Regions from separate parts of the Mus musculus genome. Here regions 1, 2, 4, 5 and 6 are each linked to region 3. Evidence: chromatin contacts called from public HiChIP or PLAC-seq data. All regions are on one chromosome and are shown on one strand. Each heading gives the region's core, a stretch centred on a gene start, on an enhancer-like site or on the middle of the called end of the contact. The rest is flanking DNA. Distances are from core to core; before and after follow the strand shown.

Evidence for each region. HiChIP or PLAC-seq counts read pairs in DNA pulled down with a chosen protein or histone mark.
Region 1: an H3K27ac HiChIP or PLAC-seq map of embryonic stem cells shows a contact between it and region 3, with 5 read pairs. The contact joins the promoter of Ncf1 here to the enhancer-like site in region 3. A contact is called at or near these places in 3 of 39 promoter capture datasets (cranial neural crest, liver and maxillary cranial neural crest), 1 of 115 datasets of contacts at active chromatin or transcription factors (embryonic stem cells) and 2 of 9 other capture datasets (adipose tissue and pancreatic islet).
Region 2: a FOXA1 HiChIP or PLAC-seq map of pancreatic cancer cells shows a contact between it and region 3. The contact joins two enhancer-like sites. A contact is called at or near these places in 2 of 39 promoter capture datasets (cranial neural crest and liver), 2 of 115 datasets of contacts at active chromatin or transcription factors (embryonic stem cells and pancreatic cancer cells) and 3 of 9 other capture datasets (adipose tissue, liver and pancreatic islet).
Region 4: a contact with region 3 is called in an H3K27ac HiChIP or PLAC-seq map of embryonic stem cells, with 14 read pairs. The contact joins the promoter of Rfc2 here to the enhancer-like site in region 3. A contact is called at or near these places in 2 of 115 datasets of contacts at active chromatin or transcription factors (both in embryonic stem cells) and 2 of 9 other capture datasets (adipose tissue and pancreatic islet).
Region 5: a contact with region 3 is called in an H3K27ac HiChIP or PLAC-seq map of embryonic stem cells, with 20 read pairs. The contact joins the promoter of Gtf2ird2 here to the enhancer-like site in region 3. A contact is called at or near these places in 9 of 39 promoter capture datasets (3T3-L1-derived adipocytes, the C10 cell line, the HPC-7 cell line and 4 more), 2 of 484 Hi-C or Micro-C datasets (liver and nephron progenitors), 18 of 115 datasets of contacts at active chromatin or transcription factors (bone marrow-derived macrophages, embryonic forebrain, embryonic stem cells and 6 more) and 2 of 9 other capture datasets (liver and pancreatic islet).
Region 6: a contact with region 3 is called in a FOXA1 HiChIP or PLAC-seq map of pancreatic cancer cells. The contact joins the promoter of Clip2 here to the enhancer-like site in region 3. A contact is called at or near these places in 2 of 484 Hi-C or Micro-C datasets (the G1E-ER4 cell line and liver), 4 of 115 datasets of contacts at active chromatin or transcription factors (embryonic stem cells, pancreatic cancer cells and stem cell-derived neural progenitor cells) and 3 of 9 other capture datasets (adipose tissue, liver and pancreatic islet).

The regions. Positions count from the first base shown.
Region 1 is chr5:134,228,210-134,231,484 of GRCm38.p6, reverse strand. Ncf1 (neutrophil cytosolic factor 1) reads left to right here and starts at 1,860. Exons shown (of 11, transcript NM_010876.4): 1 at 1,860-1,989. The coding sequence starts at 1,918.
Region 2 is chr5:134,244,997-134,248,082 of GRCm38.p6, reverse strand. Gtf2i (general transcription factor II I) reads left to right here. Exons shown (of 34, transcript NM_010365.4): 21 at 806-864; 22 at 1,188-1,262; 23 at 1,472-1,573; 24 at 2,901-2,966. Among named protein-coding and RNA genes, the nearest start is that of Ncf1, 17 kb to the right of the region's middle. Within about 2 kb of position 1,697, at least 31 of the 459 cell types and tissues checked have an H3K27ac peak or open chromatin away from gene starts, as enhancers often do. A contact at or near this core is called in pancreatic cancer cells, where this site is marked.
Region 3 is chr5:134,416,985-134,420,219 of GRCm38.p6, reverse strand. It overlaps Gtf2ird1 (general transcription factor II I repeat domain-containing 1), which reads left to right. Exons shown (of 30, transcript NM_001081464.2): 2 at 3,039-3,167. The coding sequence starts at 3,045. Among named protein-coding and RNA genes, the nearest start is that of Gtf2ird1, 38 kb to the left of the region's middle. Within about 2 kb of position 1,744, at least 46 of the 459 cell types and tissues checked have an H3K27ac peak or open chromatin away from gene starts, as enhancers often do. A contact at or near this core is called in embryonic stem cells and pancreatic cancer cells, where this site is marked.
Region 4 is chr5:134,581,428-134,584,525 of GRCm38.p6, reverse strand. It overlaps Rfc2 (replication factor C (activator 1) 2), which reads right to left and starts at 1,836. Exons shown (of 11, transcript NM_020022.2): 1 at 1,640-1,836. The coding sequence starts at 1,737.
Region 5 is chr5:134,182,210-134,185,678 of GRCm38.p6, reverse strand. It overlaps Gtf2ird2 (GTF2I repeat domain containing 2), which reads right to left and starts at 1,641. Exons shown (of 16, transcript NM_053266.1): 1 at 1,421-1,641.
Region 6 is chr5:134,551,139-134,554,559 of GRCm38.p6, reverse strand. It overlaps Clip2 (CAP-GLY domain containing linker protein 2), which reads left to right and starts at 2,126. Exons shown (of 17, transcript NM_009990.3): 1 at 2,126-2,514.

The DNA of each region.
Region 1 (3,275 bases), core at 611-3,110, 190 kb after region 3:
CCTCCTCCACTGCTGGAATTAAAGACACTTGCCACCATGGCTGGCTCCCAAGTTCCCTTCCAGGCTGAGCTGTCTGAGAAGTCAAATTCTTCTATGAAGGGCTAGTACACGGTCAGATGTTGTCTTACCTATGTGGGTGTCTACTGATGTCTACACCTGCGTGCAGACATCATCTCTCCGGAGTCTCCTTGGTTTCTGAGACAGGGTCTACTGCTAACTTAAAACTCACCTGGAGACTAGGCTGGCTGGCCAGTGAGTCCCAGAGACCTCCTGACTCTACTTATTTAGTGTAGACACCAGAAGTTAGGCAGTGGTGGCACATGCCTTTAACTACAGCACTCAGGAGGCAGAGGCAGGTGCATTTCTGAGTTTGGGCCAGCCTGGTCTACAGAGTGAGTTCCAGGACACAGGGCTACACAGAGAAACTCTATCTGGGAAAAACGAAAAATAAAAAAGTACATACTTTCCAGGCTAAGGGAGGGCTCCGTGGCTGCGACTGCTTCTCTCTCTTGCAGAGGGATCTAACTTCAGTACCAAACATCAATGTCTGCTATTTCACAACTGCCTATAACTGCATCTACACACACACACAAACACACACACACAGAGGATTCTGAGCTTTTCTTTATTTTTTTAAAAAAGTTTTTTTTTTAAATGGTTTTTCGAGACAGGGTTTCTCTGTATAGCTCTGACTGTCCTGGAACTCACTTTGTAGACCAGGCTGGCCTCGAACTTAGAAATCCACCTGCCTCTGCCTCCCAAGTGCTGGGATTAAAGGTGTGTGCCACCACACCTGGCTTTTTAAAAAGATTTATGTATTTATTTTATGTATATGAGTACACTGTAGCTGTACAGATGGTTGTGAGCCTTCATGTGGTTGTTGGGAATTGAATTTAGGACCTCCCCTTGCTCAGGTCGGACCCTCTCACTTCAGATAACTCTTCTCTCTCCATCAGTCCCTGCTTTCTCCGCCCAAAGATTTATTTATTATTATACATTGCAGATGGTTGTGAGCCACCATGTGGTTGCTGGGATTTGAACTCAGGACCTTCAGAAGAAGAGCAGACAGTGCTCTTACCCACTGAGCCATCTCGCTGGCCCTAAACTTTTCTTTAATGTAGGTTCTAGAGATAGAACTCAGGTCCTCAGGCTTGTATGCCAAGGACTTTATCTGCGGAGCCATGTCCAGTCCTGGTCCTGTAAAGACAGGACTTCTAAAGTCAATCTCACGTAGGCCAGGCTATCTTCAAACTCATTATATAGCTGAAGCTGGCCTTGAACCCTTGATTCTCCTGCCTCTACCTCCCAAGGGCTGGGGTCACAGGCTTTTTTTTTTTTCCTGAGATAGGGTTTCTCTGTATAGCCCTGGCTGTCCTGGAACTCACTTTGTAGACCAGGCTGGCCTCGAACTCAGAAATCTGCCGGCCTCTGCCTGCCACCACACCCAGCTTTTTTTTTTTTAAGATTTATTTATTTATTTTATTAATCTGAGCATGCTGTAGCTGTCTTCAGACAACACCAGAAGAGGGCATCAGATCCCATTACAGATGGTTGTGAGCCACCATGTGATTGCTGGGAATTGAACTGAGAACCTCTGGAAGAGCAGTCAGTGCTCTTAAGCACTGCACCAGCTCTCCAGCCCCATGTTTGTTGGGGGTGGTTCAGAACTGTAGAGAGGCCCCAGTGCCTGGGTTGGGCCATGGTGTCGGTAGAACAGGTTTCTGTGCTTCAGGGCCCCTGGCTGCCCCACCACTCTGTTGAAGCTCAAAAATTCTCAGAAAGTGAAAGACTAAGTCTAAGAGCCTCCTGGGCCTTCCCCGCCCTTACCCCACAAGCAGCAGAAACCACTTCTTCTTTTTAGTGTATTTAAGGCCCAGCCCAGGCTATAGAGAGAAGTGTCCCTGTCACGGCCCAGCCATGGGGGACACCTTCATTCGCCATATTGCCCTGCTGGGCTTCGAGAAGCGCTTCATCCCCAGCCAGCACTATGTGAGTAGCCTAAGAGTGCCCTGCAGGAGCGCATAGTGGGGACAGTGCTATCACTCTGCTGCTACCCAAAAACCACCTGGACCAGGGAAGGAGATGAGAGGAAGGGAGACCAGGGAAGGATGTGAGGGGAAGGGGGACCAGGGGAGGATATGGGGGGAGGGGTCCAGGGGAGGATATGAGGGGGAGGGGGACCAAGGGAAGGATGTGAGAGGGAGGGGGATCAGGGGAGGATATGGGGGGAGGGAGAACAGGGGAAGGATATGGAGAGAGGGAGACCAGGGGAAGGATGTGAGAGGGAGGGGGGACCAGGGGAGGATATGGGGGGAGGGAGAACAGGGGAAGGATATGGGGAGGAGGGGTCCAGGGGAGGCTATGAGGGGGAGGGGGACCAAGGGAAGGATGTGAGAGGGAGGGGGACCAGGGAAGGATATGGGGGGAGGGAGAACAGGGGAAGGATATGGGAGGAGGGGTCCAGGGGAGGCTATGAGGGGGAGGGGGACCAAGGGAAGGATGTGAGGGGGAGGGGGACCAGGGGAAGATATACCTCCGTGGGGACCTCTCAGGCACAGGGCTTTCTTATCCTTGGGCTTCAGGCTTCTCTTGGGTGTTCACAAAGGACCCTGCCATGGTGAGCAGATACCCCTGTGCACCGTCCCAGCTGCCTCCCTCTCTGTCTTCACACTGAGCCCCCAAGCATGCCAGAGCTCAACCTTACCCTCTGTCCAGTGCCTAGGACCAAGGCTCATTCCTACCAGGAAACCTCCCTGTCTAGTCAGCTCCAGGAGTGGCCCTGCATGGCAGCCTGCGAGGCCTGGAAACTGTGGCTTTTTTTTCTCTCCTCTTCTATGATATTGGTTACTGAGTTTGGATCCCTAGTAGGGGACGATGTCTCCCGTTTGCCCTGGGGAGATGAGGTCGAGGAATATCTGCCCATATATCTAGACTCTATCACTGGGTCTGCTCGGCCCAAGGCAGGCCAGAGATGGTGCCGCCCAGCACTTGTAAGCTGTTTACCTGGGACCCTCAGCAGTTAAGAGCTAAGTCTCCCCTCCCTCCTCCCTCCCTCTCTAAATATAAATGTTCTGAATCATTCCACAACCAAAAGCCACACCAGAAGAGGGGACAGCGGTCACCCTGGGTGTTTCCTTCATGTCCTCCATCCCTCCCCTGGAGACAATCACAGGGGTATTTTTAGACAGAGTCTCACAATGTAGCAAAACCCCCAAAGATTGCCTCACCACAACCCCTCAGCCTTCCATCCAAGGCTAAAAAGGCAGCCCAGGGGC
Region 2 (3,086 bases), core at 448-2,947, 170 kb after region 3:
TCGCCCTCAGTACTGCCCTCCATACCCCTGCTAGTGTGGCCCACTAAGCCCTGCTTACAGCATCAACTGCTTTCCTAGTCCAAAGTTGACATTGTGCCAGCAAGCAGCATGGTCGGGCCTGTCAGCAGTACCCAACTTCCTGGTACCAACTTGTTACTGTTCTTCTGCTATGAAGAGACACAAGACCAGGGCAATTCTTAGCATAGAAAGCATTTAACTGGAGCCTTGCTTATGGTTTCAGAGGCATATTCCATTATCAGCAGCAGTGGGGAGCATGGCTGGCGTGGTGCTGGAGAAGTAGCTGAGAGCTACATCCTGATCTGAAAGCAGAGAGAGACAGAGACAGACAGACACACTGTGCCTGGTGTGGGCATTTAAAATAATGCCCATCCCCCCTCCAGCCCCCTGGGTGACACAGGACCGACAACAAGGCTACACCTACTCCCACAAGTATCCCTTAATCCTTCTCGAATAGGGCTGCTCCTTGGTGCCGAGCATCCAAATATGTGAGCCTATGGTTGCCGTTGTTGCTCAGCTGCTGCAGTGCTCAGGCTAACACTGGCTGCTCTTCTGAGGACCTGAGCTCAATTCTCAGTACCCACATGGCAGCTCACAACTCTCTGTCTTCAGTCCTGGGGACCCAACACCCTCTTCTGACCTCCATGGACATAGGCATGCATGTGATATACAGACAGACAAACAGACATGTGCATGGAAATCATGAATACACATGCGTGTTTGGTGTTGAGAAGTCATTGGGCTGTGTGCGCTGTGTGGAGAGTGACACGCTATCTGTCCTTTCTAGGCCTGAGCTAGTTGTGTCCTATTTGCCTCCTGGGATGGCTAGCAAAATCAACACTAAAGGTAAGAGGCACGCCCGCCTCGGGGTGTGGAATGGGTCACGGGCCCTTCCACTGTCCCATGTCATCCATATCTGCATTGTCACTGCCGCTGCGGCCTTTGGTTTATTTCTTTTCTTTTTTCTGTTTTCTTGCCATTTTGTTGGAGGTTGCTGTCTGCATCCTCCTGCTCGTTGGCACTTGTGTGGAGGGTCATGCTGCCCGTTTAATGCTTCTGGGCTCTTTGAAAAGAGCGCAACTGTAGGACTTTAACGCTTCGCTGTTATAAGCGGCCCTTGGTATTTTTGAATGCAGCTTGCAAAGGTAACCTTGCAATTTGCCTTACAGCATTGCAGTCCCCAAAACGACCACGAAGCCCTGGGAGCAACTCCAAGGTTCCTGAAATTGAGGTCACTGTGGAAGGTGAGCTGTCCCACAGTCTTCTCTGGACACCAGCTTGCAGCTGTGGGACCTCAGTTACCTGTGTGCGTGCGAGGTTTTATGTCCGAAAAGCACCTGTGAGAACGCTAAATGTCTCTCTGTGCTTGTGCGTGTTTGCGTCTCCAGGGCCTAGGCTGTGCTTTCTGTTACATGTACACAGTAACCTTGGTTTTCCTTTTTATTTTAACTAGGCCCCAACAACAGCAGTCCTCAGACCTCTGCGGTTCGAACTCCTACCCAGACCAATGGTTCAAATGTTCCCTTCAAGCCTCGAGGGAGAGAGTTTTCCTTTGGTAGGTAGAGAATTAACGTACTATGTCAGCAAGCCAGTGCGTTTCCTTTGGTTGAGTCAGTGTGTTCAGGTTAAACATGCAGTGAGGCCCTGTGATACCCTCACCTTACCCAGTGCTGTGGGTGAGGCTCTTCCTATGGGCCATGTGCCAGAGCGCCTGAGGATTGTGAGTTGAGTCACTCGAGTGTACCCAGAGCCAGACCTGGCATGTGGCAGACACTCTAACCAGGCCAGGAGAGGTCCTTTGTTCTTCATTTCAGCATGGGTCACTTCTTTGTAGCCAGTGTATCCAGTCTAACAGTTTAGCTTAACTATATGGGTATTGGAGGGGCAGGCAAAGCAGCCTTATTAAAAACCTGTGTGTTTAGAGTAACGTACATGACATGAAGGAGTAAAAGCTGGTTATAGGCCACAGGGCTGATGGGCAAGGGAGAGAGAGGGGGGGAGAGAGAGAGAGAAAGAGAGAGAGAGAGAAAGAGAGAGAGAGAGAGAGAGAGAGAGAGAGAGAGAGAGAGAGAGAGAGAGAGAGAAAGTGTGAAAGTTTAGGGCTTTTCATCATCCGGCTTAGCTCTGAGTCAATGACAGGGACGCCCCGTAGATTTCTTCTAGCCTTCCGGGCACTGAGCTGGATGGGCTCTGGTCTAGTCTAGCCTGAGTCTGCTTGCCCGCCCAGCCACAGGGCCTTACTTTCCGTTGTAGCCTCAGCTCTGGCTCCTCCCTTTTTTGTGTCCTCTCCACCTGGGACCCCTCAGTAGGCTGGGAAGTCCCTTATTATTCTCTCCTGCCAAGCTAGAGGCTGATCATCTCTTTACTGACCAATCAGAAGGTGGTGGAGAGCAGCGTCATATAAAATACTGAGTTAGCAAATGCTTCAATAATGATAATGCCAACCTCCGACTACAGCCAGAGCTGGGTACAGAGGTCAGCATCTGAATACACAGTGCACAGGAGGGTCGAGGGGAAGGGAGGAGAAGGGATTGCTCAGCTTTCACTGTGTACGCACATAAGACGCCCTGACCCACAGCGCCCGCCTTACAGTAAAAGTGCTTGTCTGTCCTGAGCTTTGTAAAGCTTCGAAAGAAAAAGATAAGATGAAACCAGGGACATTGGCGCACTCCTTTAATCTCATCACTCAGGAGGCAGAGGCAGGCAGATCTCTGATTTCTAGGACAGCCTGGTCTACAGAGTGAGTTCCAGGACAGCCAGAGCTACACAGAGAAACCCTATTTTGAAAAACCTAAACAAACAACTTAAATCAAATGGTAGGCGATGAATCCCAGCCCTCGCCCTGGGAAAGCCTTGCTGACTGGCTCTTGTTCTTCACACAGAGGCCTGGAATGCTAAGATCACAGACCTGAAGCAGAAAGTGGAGAACCTCTTCAATGAAAAGTGCGGTAGGTTTGTTGTGAAACCTGAACTGTGAAGTAGTTCCCTGATAGAAGTGGTGTGAGTGTGACCTCTCCATGGGGAAGTGTGGGCTGCGGCCTGCCATCCCGGCCCATTTCACTGAGGAT
Region 3 (3,235 bases), core at 495-2,994:
TGCGCACATGCGCTCGCACACACATACTCATGCCACCACATGCCTGTGGAGGTTAGAGAACAGCTTGCAGGGGTCAGTTCTCTTCTACCATGTGAGCCCTAGGGATCAAACTCAGGTCCATAGAAAGCACCTTTATTCTCTGAGCCATTTCATTGGCCATAAAACCCGTTTTTTCCTGTAGTCCAAGAGCAGATCTGAGCCTGTAGAGGAACTTTAATCCAGCAACTTGGTTATTCTGGCAAAGGATCACATCCTAAGAATTAGGTCTATATGATCTGACCGGAATGCAGACACGCCCTGGATTACAGTAAGATCTGGCTGGAATACAGACACACCCTTAGCATGTACCTTTAACCCCTAACAATGAAGGTAAGGTTAGTTTGTAGAACAAAGCAGCCATGTTTCAAAGTGATGTCTACTTGCGGGGCAGACAAGTAATGAATCAGGGAAAGATTTGATGGAATGAATGAGAGAGAGGACACACCGCACTCTCTGGTACAACACTGGAAAGAGAAGCTACTTAAGGTAGCAAGGCAGAGGAAGGTGTGCGTGTGGAAGTTTTACTGGGAAGGGTGGTAGAGAGAACGAGCTAGACACAGGTGAAGACAGAGAGAGCCAGAGAATGAGAAGGAGCCAGAAGATTAGAACAGACTGCCAAAAGTACAAGGCCAACCAGGGCAATTCAGGCAGAAGCTGAGAGAAGCTGAATTGAATCAACTTGGAAAATTAGATTGTACAGAGGCTAGAAGCTTCCAGGTCATGGCCTGGGGACAGTTAGAACAGAGCAAGAAGCACTCTCTGAGCTCAGCCCACGCTGCGTCTTTGCACAGCTTGGGGACAGGTCTCATCTCATCCTTTCCTTGGAGGAAATACAACACATTTACAGAGCCAGTACCAGGTCGGAGATGCTCTTCATTCAGATGTAGATCTAGTGTTTCTTGCTGAGGCATATATACCTTATGGCCCCTGCTGCTGTCTTGAGTTTCCCAGGACACTGAAGCCAGGTTTGGAGAGTGTCTGGGATTCTGTGTCTGGCCTGTTGCGCGCGCATACACACACACACACACACACACACACACACACACACACACACACACACACACCAGACAATGAGTTGGGCTCTGAGGGTCAGCCGTGGTGGAGAGATGCAGTTTGGCCCTTGCAGGGTTTACAGTCTGGGAGTCAGTTGTCGTGGCAGTAGACATCCTCAGCTTGGTGCCTGTTTTTAGGCTGTGGGCCTGGAGGCCCTGCCACCTGGCTGTGTGCTACCCCACCCAGTGAGTGTCTAGAATCCCTGCTGACAGGTGGCAGACAGGTGGCAAATAGGGTGTGGATCTACAACTTTATGGCTGGGTGACACACCCAGCCAGGGGCCTCAGAGGGCCCTGGGGAACAAGCCCAGAGAGTGTCCTGCCTTTGTCCCTTGCCTCCTTTTACTTAGGCCAGAGGGGCAGGTGCTCTCAGAGGCAGCTAGCAGGACCCCCTCACTCCCGTTTCTTGGGTTAGCTCTGGAAGAACAGGCTCAAGCCAGTCACCAGCAATCAGCAACCCTGTCTTTGAATTTATTAGGCTTGAGCAAGCCAAAGAAGCCTTTAAAGGAAGAGCTGTGAGGAGCCTCAGTAAGTTGGTACAAAGTCCTTTCCTAGAGAATCCCTAGTTTGAGGAAGTAGCCTGTGGCTGTCTGCACCTGCTCCAAGTCCATGGCCCACATCCAAGAAGCAGACTCAGGCTTCAGCAGTGGCCTTGATCTGGGAGCTTGTGACCAAGCCCAGAGGCGTGTACGGAGTTGACGTGGGCAATGCCCAGCTAAGCCATGGGTGAGGCAGTCCGGTGCCTTTCCCAAAGGATTGGTTATAGGGATATGGACACAGGCTGGTAATCTCAGTTCTTAGCAGGCAGAAAGAGAAAGATCTTGAGTTCAAGGAGCCAGAGCTGGAAAGTAAGGCCTTGCTCAGAGCACGTGGGCAGTGGGCAGCCATGAACTGTGTGAGCAGGAGAGGGCTGTGACTGGCATTACGTTTGTGGAAAACAGCGGCAGTTAGGACCTGCCGTGGTATTGGGCTCACATTAGTGACGGATTGAATCCCTAGGTACTGTTCCTTGGAGCATGACCCTCAGCCACGTTGCTGGTGTATGCCTTTTTGTGAAGTGGCGTGACCAAATGTCTGCCCCACGAAGGCCCCGACCACCATAGGTTGAAGGAAGAATTCTATTGGAGACTAGCTTGGTGAATGAGTGAATGGCTAGTTACAGAAGCATGGATGTCTTAGTTAGAGTGCGGTGAGGAGAAACCATGGCCAAGACAACTTACAGGAAAACAAAACCCATTTAAGAGAGGGCCTGCTTGCAGTTCTAGAGGGTTAGTTAGTCCATGGTCATCATTGGCAGGAAGCAGACAGGCGTGGCACTGGGATAGTAGCTGAGAGTTTTATATCCATATCTGTGGGTAGAAGGCAGAGAGACATCATGCATCAAAGCCCACCCCCAGTAACACACTTCCTGTAGTAAGCCACACCCACTCTAATAAGACCACACCTCCTAATCCTTCTCAAACAGTTCCCCAACTGGCAATTCAGCATCCAAGCACATGAACCTGTGGGGGTTAGTCTCATTCAAACCACCGTGATGGGCGTGGGGTTACTTGTCATAATGGGGGTGACTCAAAAAGCCCACCTCGTGATGGTTGATGCCACTCACAATAAGCTGCATCTCTGGAACTTGAGTTGCTTTGTCCTTGAATCTCAGGAACTCCCCTTTAGGAGAGAATGTTCAAATTCCCTGAGACTGTTTCATTCAAATAGGAGGAAGTAATTATAGGTTATTTTCTTAGATACCTGCAGGTTTCTGCAGTAGCTGCTGTCTCCTGGCCTATGGAAGTTCAAATCTCTGCTATACTTTTGAGGCCCTTGAGTAATGGTCAGGAAGGCCTGCTGGCATTCTGTCCCACTTGTGAATTCCAGGTGACCCTGGGAGTCAGGTCTGCCTACCCAGTTATACCATGTGTCTGCTACCCACTGTGTCCTCTCTGTTTTCTCTAGGTGACCATGGCCTTGCTGGGGAAGCACTGTGACATCCCCACCAACGGCTGTGGGTCTGAGCGCTGGAACTCCACCTTCGCCCGCAAGGACGAACTCATCAACAGTCTGGTGTCCGCCTTAGACTCCATGGTGAGTGGCTGGTCAGGTGGGAAGAGGGCCTAAGGGCTAGGTGGGAGAACTGAGAGGTTCTGTCCATC
Region 4 (3,098 bases), core at 587-3,086, 160 kb before region 3:
TACTTATTTCGATGGCTACCAGACAATGCTAAATTATATACATGGTGCATTTTCTTTTCTTTACTTTCCTTTTCTTTTTTGAGTGCTGGGGATGAAACCCTAGGCCCTGAGCATGCCAGGCAAGGGTCTGCCACTGAGGGATATTTCCAGTTTGCATACTTTTCTAGTATACTTTACACTTTAGGCCAGCATTCTCAACCTGTGGGTCGAGGACCCCCCACCCCCGCCCGGGGCTGTTGACTGACCCTTCCTCAGGGAATGCATAAGGCCACCAATAAACTTAGATATTGACATCATATAACATAACAGCAGCAGAATTGCAGCTATGAAGTAGCAATAAAAATTTTATAGTTGGGGGGGCACCCCAACATGAGGCACTGTATGAAAGGGTCACAGCATTAGGGAAGTTGAGAACCATTGCTCTGGAGAGATAGTTCAGTGAACCGAGGAACCTCTCTGTGGTCTGCTGTCAGAAACCTTACTTTTGATAAAGAAAAACTAGTGCTGGGGTAGCTCCATGCTAGCATGTGGTCTGGCAGCAAGTTCCATGCAAAAACTAAAAGCTCAAAATTCACCTGCAGCCCCTGTCCATAGGCAGAAGACACAGTGGGGTCAGAATTCGTCATTCTCGACTATACAGAAAGTCTGCAGCTAGCTTAGGGTGGTGAGACCTACCGTAACAAAAGTGAAACACACACACACACAGAGTTTTGTTTTGTTAAACAGTGTTTCTATGTGTAGCCCTGGCTGGCCTCCAACTCAGAGAATCACTTGCCTCTGACTTCCAAGTGCTGGGATCAAAGGTGTGTGCCACCACCTGGCTAAAGCTAATAGTTTTTTAAGATGAGATTTTTAAACAAATAAAAAAATATGAGGCCAGGGCTGGAGAGATGGCTCAGCGGTGACGAGCACTGCCCGCTCTTCCAAAGGCCTTGAGCTCAATTCCCATAGTGGTGGCTCACAACCATCCGTGATGGGTTCTGATGCCCTCTTCTGGTGTGTCTGAAGACAGCTACAGTATACTCATATACATAAAATAAATAAAAGCCATTAGCATTGCACTGCATGAGGGCCTATTAGTCACGTTTAAGCATCATTTAGATGAACCTCGAGACACATATTCCTCAATTTCCATAAATAAAAATCTCTACCTTTGCCTGGTGGCTTACACCTGCCATTCCAGTATTTGGGAAGCTGAAGCAGGAGAACTGCAGAAACTTCAAGACCAGCTTGGGCTTCACAGTGAACCCCAGGGCTGTGAATGGGCCTCAGTCCGTAGAGTGCTAGCTTAGCGTGCACGAGGCTCTGTGTTCCATCCCCAGCACTGCTTTACGGAAGTAATGCATGCCCTGTCACCCCAGGATCAACGTTCAAAGTCATCCTTTGCTACGTAGTGAGTTCGAGTCCAGCTTGGGTTACACAGGACACGATCTCAAAAAAAAAAAGAAAGAAAGAAAGAAAAAGAAAAGAAAAGAAAGAAAGAAAAACAGAATATCTAGCTTCAAGAAGGAAAGGGGAAATCTGCGCTCCTGGGGACATCTGCACCTTCTCTGTCCCCTAGACCCAGGTCGAACCCAGGGTTCCTGGAGCTCGGCCCGCCCTCACGTCTACGCGCGCGTTACTATGGCTGCAGGCTCACCACGGCAGCTCGTAGTGGCCGGCGGTCTTGCTGGGGACAGGCGAGGGCTCCTGCGCCCCACTCTCGGATGGGTCACAGCCACTCTCCTGAACCTCCATTCCGGTGGCTGCTCTTCCCGCCACCCGAGGCCCCGCCCCATGCCGCTTTGACGGAAGTCTGGGTCCTGGTTTCCGGGCAACGCCGAGAGGAAAGCGGAAGTGCGTTATAGAGGCGGTGAATCTCTTCCTGCGCCTGCGCAGAGAGCACCGCGTAGCCATCCCTGGCCGCTAGAGGCCGCAGTGATCTCAGGAGCTGGCGTTTGAGAGGCGGGGGGGGGGGGGGGGGAGACATTTTATTATATCTTATTTAATTGTGACATTAAATAAGATAAAATAAAATCATTTCATTTCTTTTTACTTTCATGGACTTTTATTTTTTTTGAGACAGGGTTTCTCTGTGTAGCCCTTGACTGCTCTGAAACTCACTGTGTAGACCAGGCTGGTCTTGATTTCAGAGATCTGCCTGCCTCTATCTCTTGTGTGTGCCACCAATGCCTGGCTAAAATAAGGTTTTTTTTGTTTTGTTTTGGTTTTGGTTTTTCGAGACAGGGTTTCTCTGTGTAGCCCTGGCTGTCCTGGAACTCACTTTGTAGACCAGGCTGGCTTCGAACTCAGAAATCCGCCTGCCTCTGCCTCCCAAGTACTGGGATTAAAGGCGTGGGCCACCACGCCCGGCTAAATAAGTATTTTTAAAGAGATGCTTTCTAGGCCCAGGTTTGGTGGCACAGGTCTTTAATTCCAGTACTTGGGAGCAGAGGCACATGGATCTTTGTAAGTTCAAGGCCAGCCAGAGCTATGTACTATCACAAATTTCAGAGCTATCACAAAAATTAAACAAAAAAACAAAAAAAATACAACAATAACAAAACTAAAGATACTTTCTGGCCAGGTAAAGTAACACACACCTGTCATTCTTTTTTTTTTTTTTTTTTTTTTTTTTTTTTAATCATATGTGAGTACACTGTAGTTGTCTTTAGACACCTCAGAAGAGAGCATCAGATCTCATTATGGATGGCTGTGAGCCACCATGTTGTTGCTGGGACTTGAACTCAAGACCTTTGGAAGAGTAGTCAGTGCTTTTAACCACTGAGCCATCTCTCCAGTCCCACACCTGCCATTCTTACACTACTAACAAGCCGGGCAGGAGGAGAGTGAGTTCTGGGACTAGAAAAGGGAGACTCTGTCTCAACAAAGCAACTACAACAAAAAAAGCTGACATGACACATACCTGTAGCTTCAGCACTTGAAAGACAGATGCCAGCCTGGGGTACATGAGATTCTTAAAGAAATAATAGGGCATGGGTCAGAAGCCTGGGTTCCACCAGTATCAACGAGGAAAAAAAAATGGTTTTCTCCAAGGTGGCATTTTCAAGGTTTAAGGCTGGTGATTTCCAAGCAGGCTCGCCCTACCGTTAGCAACC
Region 5 (3,469 bases), core at 392-2,891, 230 kb after region 3:
ATTGAACCTCGGTCCTCTGTAAGAGCAGTAAACGCTTTTTTTTTTTTTTTTTTTTGAATGTTTTTTGAAACAGGGTCTCTCCGTGTAGCCCTGGCTGTGCTGGAACTTGCTCTGTAGACCAGGCTGGCCTCGAACTCACAGGAATCTGCCTGTTGTACGACACCATGTCCGGCCTGCAGTACAAGCTCTTAACTGCCATCTCTTCAGCCGCCTCCCTTCCATTTTCTTTCTTTCTTTTATCCTGTAACTCTCTGAAATCCTCCTGCCTCAGTATCCCCAGTGCTGGGCTGACAGACACATTTGAGTTACCACACTAGGCTTGAGTTCTGTTATTTTGTTTTTATTTTACTTTGGAAGGAATTCTTTTTCTGACTTGCATTGTATTTTAAAGGATGAGTTTTCCTGTATCTCAATAAAGCGGCTATAATTTATTTAGTGACAAGGTCCCACTGTGTAGCCCCAGCAGGCCTGGAACTTGCTATATATAGGCAGTCCTTGAACTCTCAGATCCATTTGAAGGCCACCGTTGCCGGCTCATTCTGGTTCTCTGTGCTGAAATAAGTACATTCTAGAATAATGTTTTGGGTGCAATAGGTTAAATACATTACTATAGTGAATTTTAATTTGTAAAAATTTACTTTAAATTTTAAAGTTACTAAACATTTTAAACGTTTTAAAATAAATTAAAATTTTTTTGAGCCAGGCGATGGTGGCGCACACCTTCAATCCCAACACTTGGGAGGCAGAGGCAGGCGGATTTCTGAGTTTGAGGCCAGCCTGGTCTACAGAGTGAGTTCCAGGACAGCCAGGGCTACACAGAGAAACCCTGTCTGGAAAAAAAAATTTTTTTTTTGATTGTTGTACTAGTTGTTATGGCCATAGGCCACCTTGTACTCTCAACCAGACCAGACACAAGCCACATTTTGGAGGCTGGGCCCTTTCTTCCGTTCTCTTCATCGACCTAAACCACTGGCTGCCACAAACACCAAACGCCCCCATAATCCTGGAGCCAACAAGCAAAGCCAGCCGCCGAAGGTGGAGCCAGAGCGCCGTTGCTAGGCAACCGCGATGGCCCCGCCCCTTCCCCTAACCAATCAAGGGTTTCTAAACACAGCGCAGGTACGTCAGGTGGCGCGTGACCTCGGCACGCACCGGGCGCAGCTTTCCCCGCCTCCTCGCCCCGTCACAACCAATCGAAAGCGAGATTTTGGTGCGCGCCTGGCGTGCGAAAGTCGCCTAACCCCACGTCTTCCCCGCCCCGCCCCCCACTCTTCACGGCCCGATCGCGGTAGGGAAAATGGGGGTCGGCGCTGACCACCGGGCGCCCGAAGGTCCCGCCACGCACCCCGAGAGATCGCTCTGCCCCGGCGGGGACTCCCGGAAGCGGAAGTTGTGAGGGAAGCGGCGGCGGGATACGCACCTGAGGGCCCTGCTTTGCGGGCCGCGCCGGGGGTCTGGAGCCTGGCTTGCGCGTGCGCAGCGGCTCTGCGCCGGCGACCGCAGCTCGGGGGCCGCGGGCGCCTCCTCTCCGCTCCCTTCCTGTTTTTCGTTTTTATTATTTTTTCTCCCTCTTTTTTATTTTATTTTTTGTCTTTGTTTGCTTCCTGGAAGGAAGGTCGGCTTCCCGCGCGTGGCCGAAGCACCCCCGGTGGGGACGGCCACTTCCGGTGCGCTGCAGGACGGCTTCCGCGAGGCCGCCGGCCGGGCTGCGTGGCGTGCACGTGGCTTCGCGCCTTCCCTGGATGTGCATGGCCGTTCTGGATAGATAGAGATATTTTAAAATGTGGTTGTGCGTGCACGTGGAAGCGGAGAGGTCACCCCACGTGTTACTCAGGCACCCACTCCCCCCACCCCCCGCGACAGAGTTTTTCTTGTAGCCCTGGCTAGCCTGCGTTGTAGACCAGGCTGGCCTCGGACTCAGAGTCCACTGCCTCTGCTTCCCGAGTGCTGGGATTAAAGGCGTGCGCCATCACACCACCTACCTTTTAGGACATTGCATTTCCTTTAAAACTAATTTTTGTGCCTGTGTCAGTTCTATGTTCTTGTGTTTGCGTGGCTGCATGTCTCGGGAGCTATTCGTAAAGCACCATCTGTTGTAAGTATTTTGCCACCCTGTTTATATGCACCACGGGGAGGCCAGAAGAGGTCACAGTATCCCCTGGACCAGGAGTTTCAGACGGTATGGATGCGGGAACTGATCAAGTGTTCTTAACCACGGAGCCATCCCTCCAGCCCCACTTTACAAGGGTTCCAGTTTTATTTGTTTGTTTGCTTTAAAATATACTGGAAAGGGGGTTGGAGCAGTGGCTCAGCTGTTAAGAGCTGATAAGTGTGCTTTCAGAAGACCAGTGTCTGTGTCAAGCACAGCACACGTGCCTGTAACTCGCATTTCCAAAGGATTGGAATCCTTTGGCCTCTGTATGCACCCACACCCGCTTAAAAAAAATAAAATATTTAAAAAATACTTTTAAAGATTTGTTGCTTGGTGTACATGCCATTAATACTAGCATTCACAAGGAAGAAATAGGCAAATCTCTCTGAGTTTGAGGCCAGCCATGACTACATATAAGATCCTGTCCCAAAATAAAATGAGAACACTTTGTTCATATCAGGAAAGGCTGTGTAGCTTCCGACATAGTTTGTATTTGCTCGTGTTCTTGAGCTGGCTCCAATAAATCCTTTCCTCCCAGGTCACAAGTGGGTCACTGATTGCTAGATCCTATGGTGTTCGTCCAGCCTGAAAATCTCTTGCTCTGGCTACTTGTCAAAATCAGGTCACTCACCCTTGCAATGTGGCCTTTTAGGGCACAGTGCTTGGTGGCTGTTCTGGCTCCCACTCAATCTCCTTTCTTCCCACTCTCAGATTGCCATGACGTTTCCTACTTTCTGTCTCCAAGCTCTGCTGTCTGCCCTCAGTCCTTGACTTACTTAGTTTTAGGATTATTAAATAACATTTCCGTGTTGGGTGGTAGTACAGGCCATTAATCCCAGCACTCTGGAGGCAAAGGCAGGGGGATCTCAGAGTTCAAGGCCAGCATGGTCTACAGAATAAGTTCCTCGATAGCCAAAGATATGCAGAGAAACCCTGTCTCAAAAAGCATAACAATAACAACAAAACAAAAAAAAAAAGGCCCCCAAAACATTTACAGGATTTACAGGTCTTCAGTCTAGACCAGTCCTCTGAACTGGAGATCTGTGTAGCCAGAGTCTGTTTTGAAATCTCCACTCTCGAGATGACCAGCCTCAGGAGGACAACATGGCGCACCCTCTCCCTAGTCTTCTCCTCCTCCCTATCTCAAGGTCACAGGTTTCAGCCTACAATACTCGGATCCCATGGGATGGGAGCAGGTGCTGGAGGGCCTGCTTCATTTCCTGACAGGAAGCAGAGGAAGGAAGAGGGAGGGAGAGGGGGAGGAGAAAGGAGGGAAAGGAAAGGCAAGGCAAGAAAAAAGAAGAGACTTAGAGCTAC
Region 6 (3,421 bases), core at 877-3,376, 130 kb before region 3:
GACCAGAGGGAACTCAAAGCTAGCACTGGGTATGTCAGGCTCTGTCTCAAAAATAAATATAAGGGGCTGGAGATGTAGCACATGGATAGAGTGCTGGCCTAGAGTTCCCCAGCGAAAGCTGGGGCGTGGTTGAGATACCGAGTACCTGCCAGAAATCCCCCAGTAAGGGGAGGATTCCTCAGCTAGAACCAGCTTGCCAACAGCTAGGGCCAAAGATCAGTCACCCTTTGAGGTTCCACCCATGAGCAGCCAGCTGGGTCTCTTGGAGCTGATTCCAATAGCCCAAAGCAGATGTTTAGCAGGGAGATTCTTGCTGGGGGTCCACCTGGGGGCATGTCAGTTGGGGGTTCCTTCTGTCTGCCTGCTGAGGGCACCAACAGAATGCTCAGGTGGCTCACATGGGGACAAATCCTTGTCCCGGTGACTCATGTAGCCTGGGCCATCCTCCAAATTATCATGTGGCCAAAGCTGGCCTTGAACTTAGGATCTTTCTTCCTCCTACCGGGATTCTGAAAGAGCAGTGTACAGTCTTTTTTTTTTTTTTTAAGATTTATTTATTTGTTTGTTTATTTATTAATTATATGTAAGTACACTGTAGCTGTCTTCAGACGCACCAGAAGAGGGCATCAAATCTCATTACCGGTGGTTGTGAGCCACCATGTGGTTGCTGGGATTTGAACTTCAGACCTTCGGAAGAGCAGTTGGGTGCTCTTACCCACTGAGCCGTCTCACCAGCCCCAGTCTTTTATTTTTTGAGACAGGGTTTCACTGTATACTTTTGGCTGGCATGGAACTTGTTATGCAGACCAGGCTGGCTTCAAGCTACAGAGTGCAGCCCCTAACTTGCTGAAATTAAAGGCATGCACCACCACACCCAGCTGAAATGTATGCCCTTGACCACTGAGCCATCTCTCCAGCCCTCATCCTTTCTTTCTAAGACACACATTGAAGGGTTTACAGACAGAGAACTATGGTTGATGGTTGAAGTGTGAACTTTAACTCTTTTATCTGTGGTATTAATTTTCCTTCTTTTTGAGACTATGTAGCCCTGTCTGGCCTGGAACTCTCTATGTAGACCAGGCTGGGCTTAAACTAATACGGATCAGTCTGTTACAGCGTCTCAAGTGCTGGGATTAAAGGCAGGTGCTACCATGGCCAGCTATTTCATTTTTCTGTTAGTGGATGGAACCTGGGGCTTCAGTAATGCTAAGCAGGGGCTCTACCCCTGAGCCCCGCCCCCAGCCCCTCCCTGGGGTTATCCTAGGTAGGTGCTCTACCTCTAAGCCAGGACCCAACCTAAGAGGTGGATTCGTTCCAGTCTGCCATGATTTAGGTCCTATTTCAACACTGAAACTGTCCATCTAGCTACGTAAAACTTGCTCTTTCTCGAACAACCCACTCTTTACTTTGTATACGGTCCACTTCTGAGGAATTTGGCTCTTCTCACACAGACTCTCTTCACTGCAAGAGTTCCTCTGGGCTGGCCTACTGTTGGCATCAATGCACAACTACCTTTTTGTTCTGATGAACTAAAAAACACCCTGCCTCCTTTAAAGATGGGGAAACTGAGGTCCAGAGGTTAACGTACCACCACGCTGAGTGAGACCTTAAGGATTTTTTTGAGACAGAGTCTCACTGTGTAGCTCCGCTTGTCCTCCCGCTCAGTTTGCCTAGTGTCAGGTGTCAGGTGGTACCCCTGAAGCTCTCTGGTCATTTGCATCATTCCCCTTCCTCGCCTCTTTGAACACAGTCCCTAAGTCAACCCTTGCGAAAAGCCTTCCAGATCCCAGCCCCGCCCCCTTACGTTCCTAAGTGTCTCAGTCTCCTTATATGGAATATTTACATAAGCAATGCAGGGTTGAAACAGAAACTGGAACACACATAAATGCGTAGGGCTGAAGGGCCTGTGAGTGAAATCTATTTCCAAGGCTCAAGTCAGCTGTAGATGGTCTTGATGGGGAAGACCAGGTTCCTAAGACTTCTCTGCCCGCCCGCTCCCCAGTCTTTGCGCGTCACTGTTGCCTGAGAACCCGGAGACCAGGATTGTGGGCACCGCCCCCAACCTCCCCCCCACCCCCCGCGCTCCGGGCCCCGCCTTCCTGCGCCCGCCGCTACGCCGGCCCCTTTTGTTCGCTCTCTGGCCGCTGAGCTCTCCTGGCGCTCGGCTTCTCTCGGCTGGGCTCGGCTCACCTTGGCAGGGCTCCACCGGGCTCCGCTCTGCTCGGTTTCTCTCGCCTCCGCCCCGTTTGGCTCGGATCTTCCCGGCTCGGCCCCGCTCGGCTCGACTCAGCTCGGCTCCGCCTCGGGGCGCGCAGGCAGCGGCCGGGCTTACTGGATCGGCCCCTCCCTCTATCCCCTTCTGGACGTAGATCCTGTGCGAGGCCCGGACTCCGAGCGCGGAGACCCGGTTAGTGTATCGGCGTGAGGAGACCGGCGCAGCATCCTCGTTCCCGGGACGCGCGGACCAAGAGGAGGCGAGGGGTGTCGGGTCCTGGTCGCTGCTGGAGCTCCAAGGTAGGCGCCGCTCTGGGGACGCGCGCGATGGGGGCGCGCGGGCAACAAAGGACGCAGAGTCGCGGGGGGCGGCGGCACCCTATCCTGGAAAGAAAAGGGGGTGCTATCACCAAGCCATTGTCGTCGCGTGGGCAAGGACAGCGGACAGGGTCGCTGCCGCTGGTGGGCGTGGGCGGGGTGAACCCCAACTTCCTTAACCCAGGTCGCTGCTGGGGTTGGGGGCGCCCCTGGATTGCACGTCCAGATGGTGCAAACATCCATAGCTTGGGATTCGGGTGTTTTTGTTGGCGTCCTCTTTCCAAGAGCGGATCCAGGACAAGCTGCAGAGCTCTTGGGGAAGGCTCACACAGGCTCTGTGGGGGCACAGCCTGGTGGGCGCGGCCATCAGCTCTCATCTTCAGACCTGGCATCTGGGATGAGACACGGAGGCCCCCGCCCCGCCACCTGGGGTCGCCTGGTTGGTGCCCTTAGCAAAACTTGATTGGAGAGCCTGGCTTGGCAGAGGATAGGGTAAGGGGGAGGCCCAGGCAGGGTGGCTTTCCGCAGGGTTGCCCCCCCAAGCTGGCGCTGGTAGCTGGTGAGGCAGCAGTTTTTTTCCCTCCCCCCAGGGAGGGGCAGTGGCGACGCAGGATGCAGGGCTGAGCCTCCAGGGCTAGCCCGCGTGGATCCTCAGGAGGGGCCTGTGTGTTTGTCCTGGACTCACTGGGCTTTGCCACGCGTGCCTTCTCCCGATCCTGGCCAAAGCCTGGAAAGGTCGTTGCAGAGGAACACCTTAGGGGTAGAGGAATCACAATCCAGCCTCTGAGATCCCGCTCCTGTCTTCTGGACTACAAATGGGCAGGGGCCTGGACGGTTGTGGAACTAGGAATTGGCTTTAATCTTGAAGGGTGCCCCGACAGAGGACGCT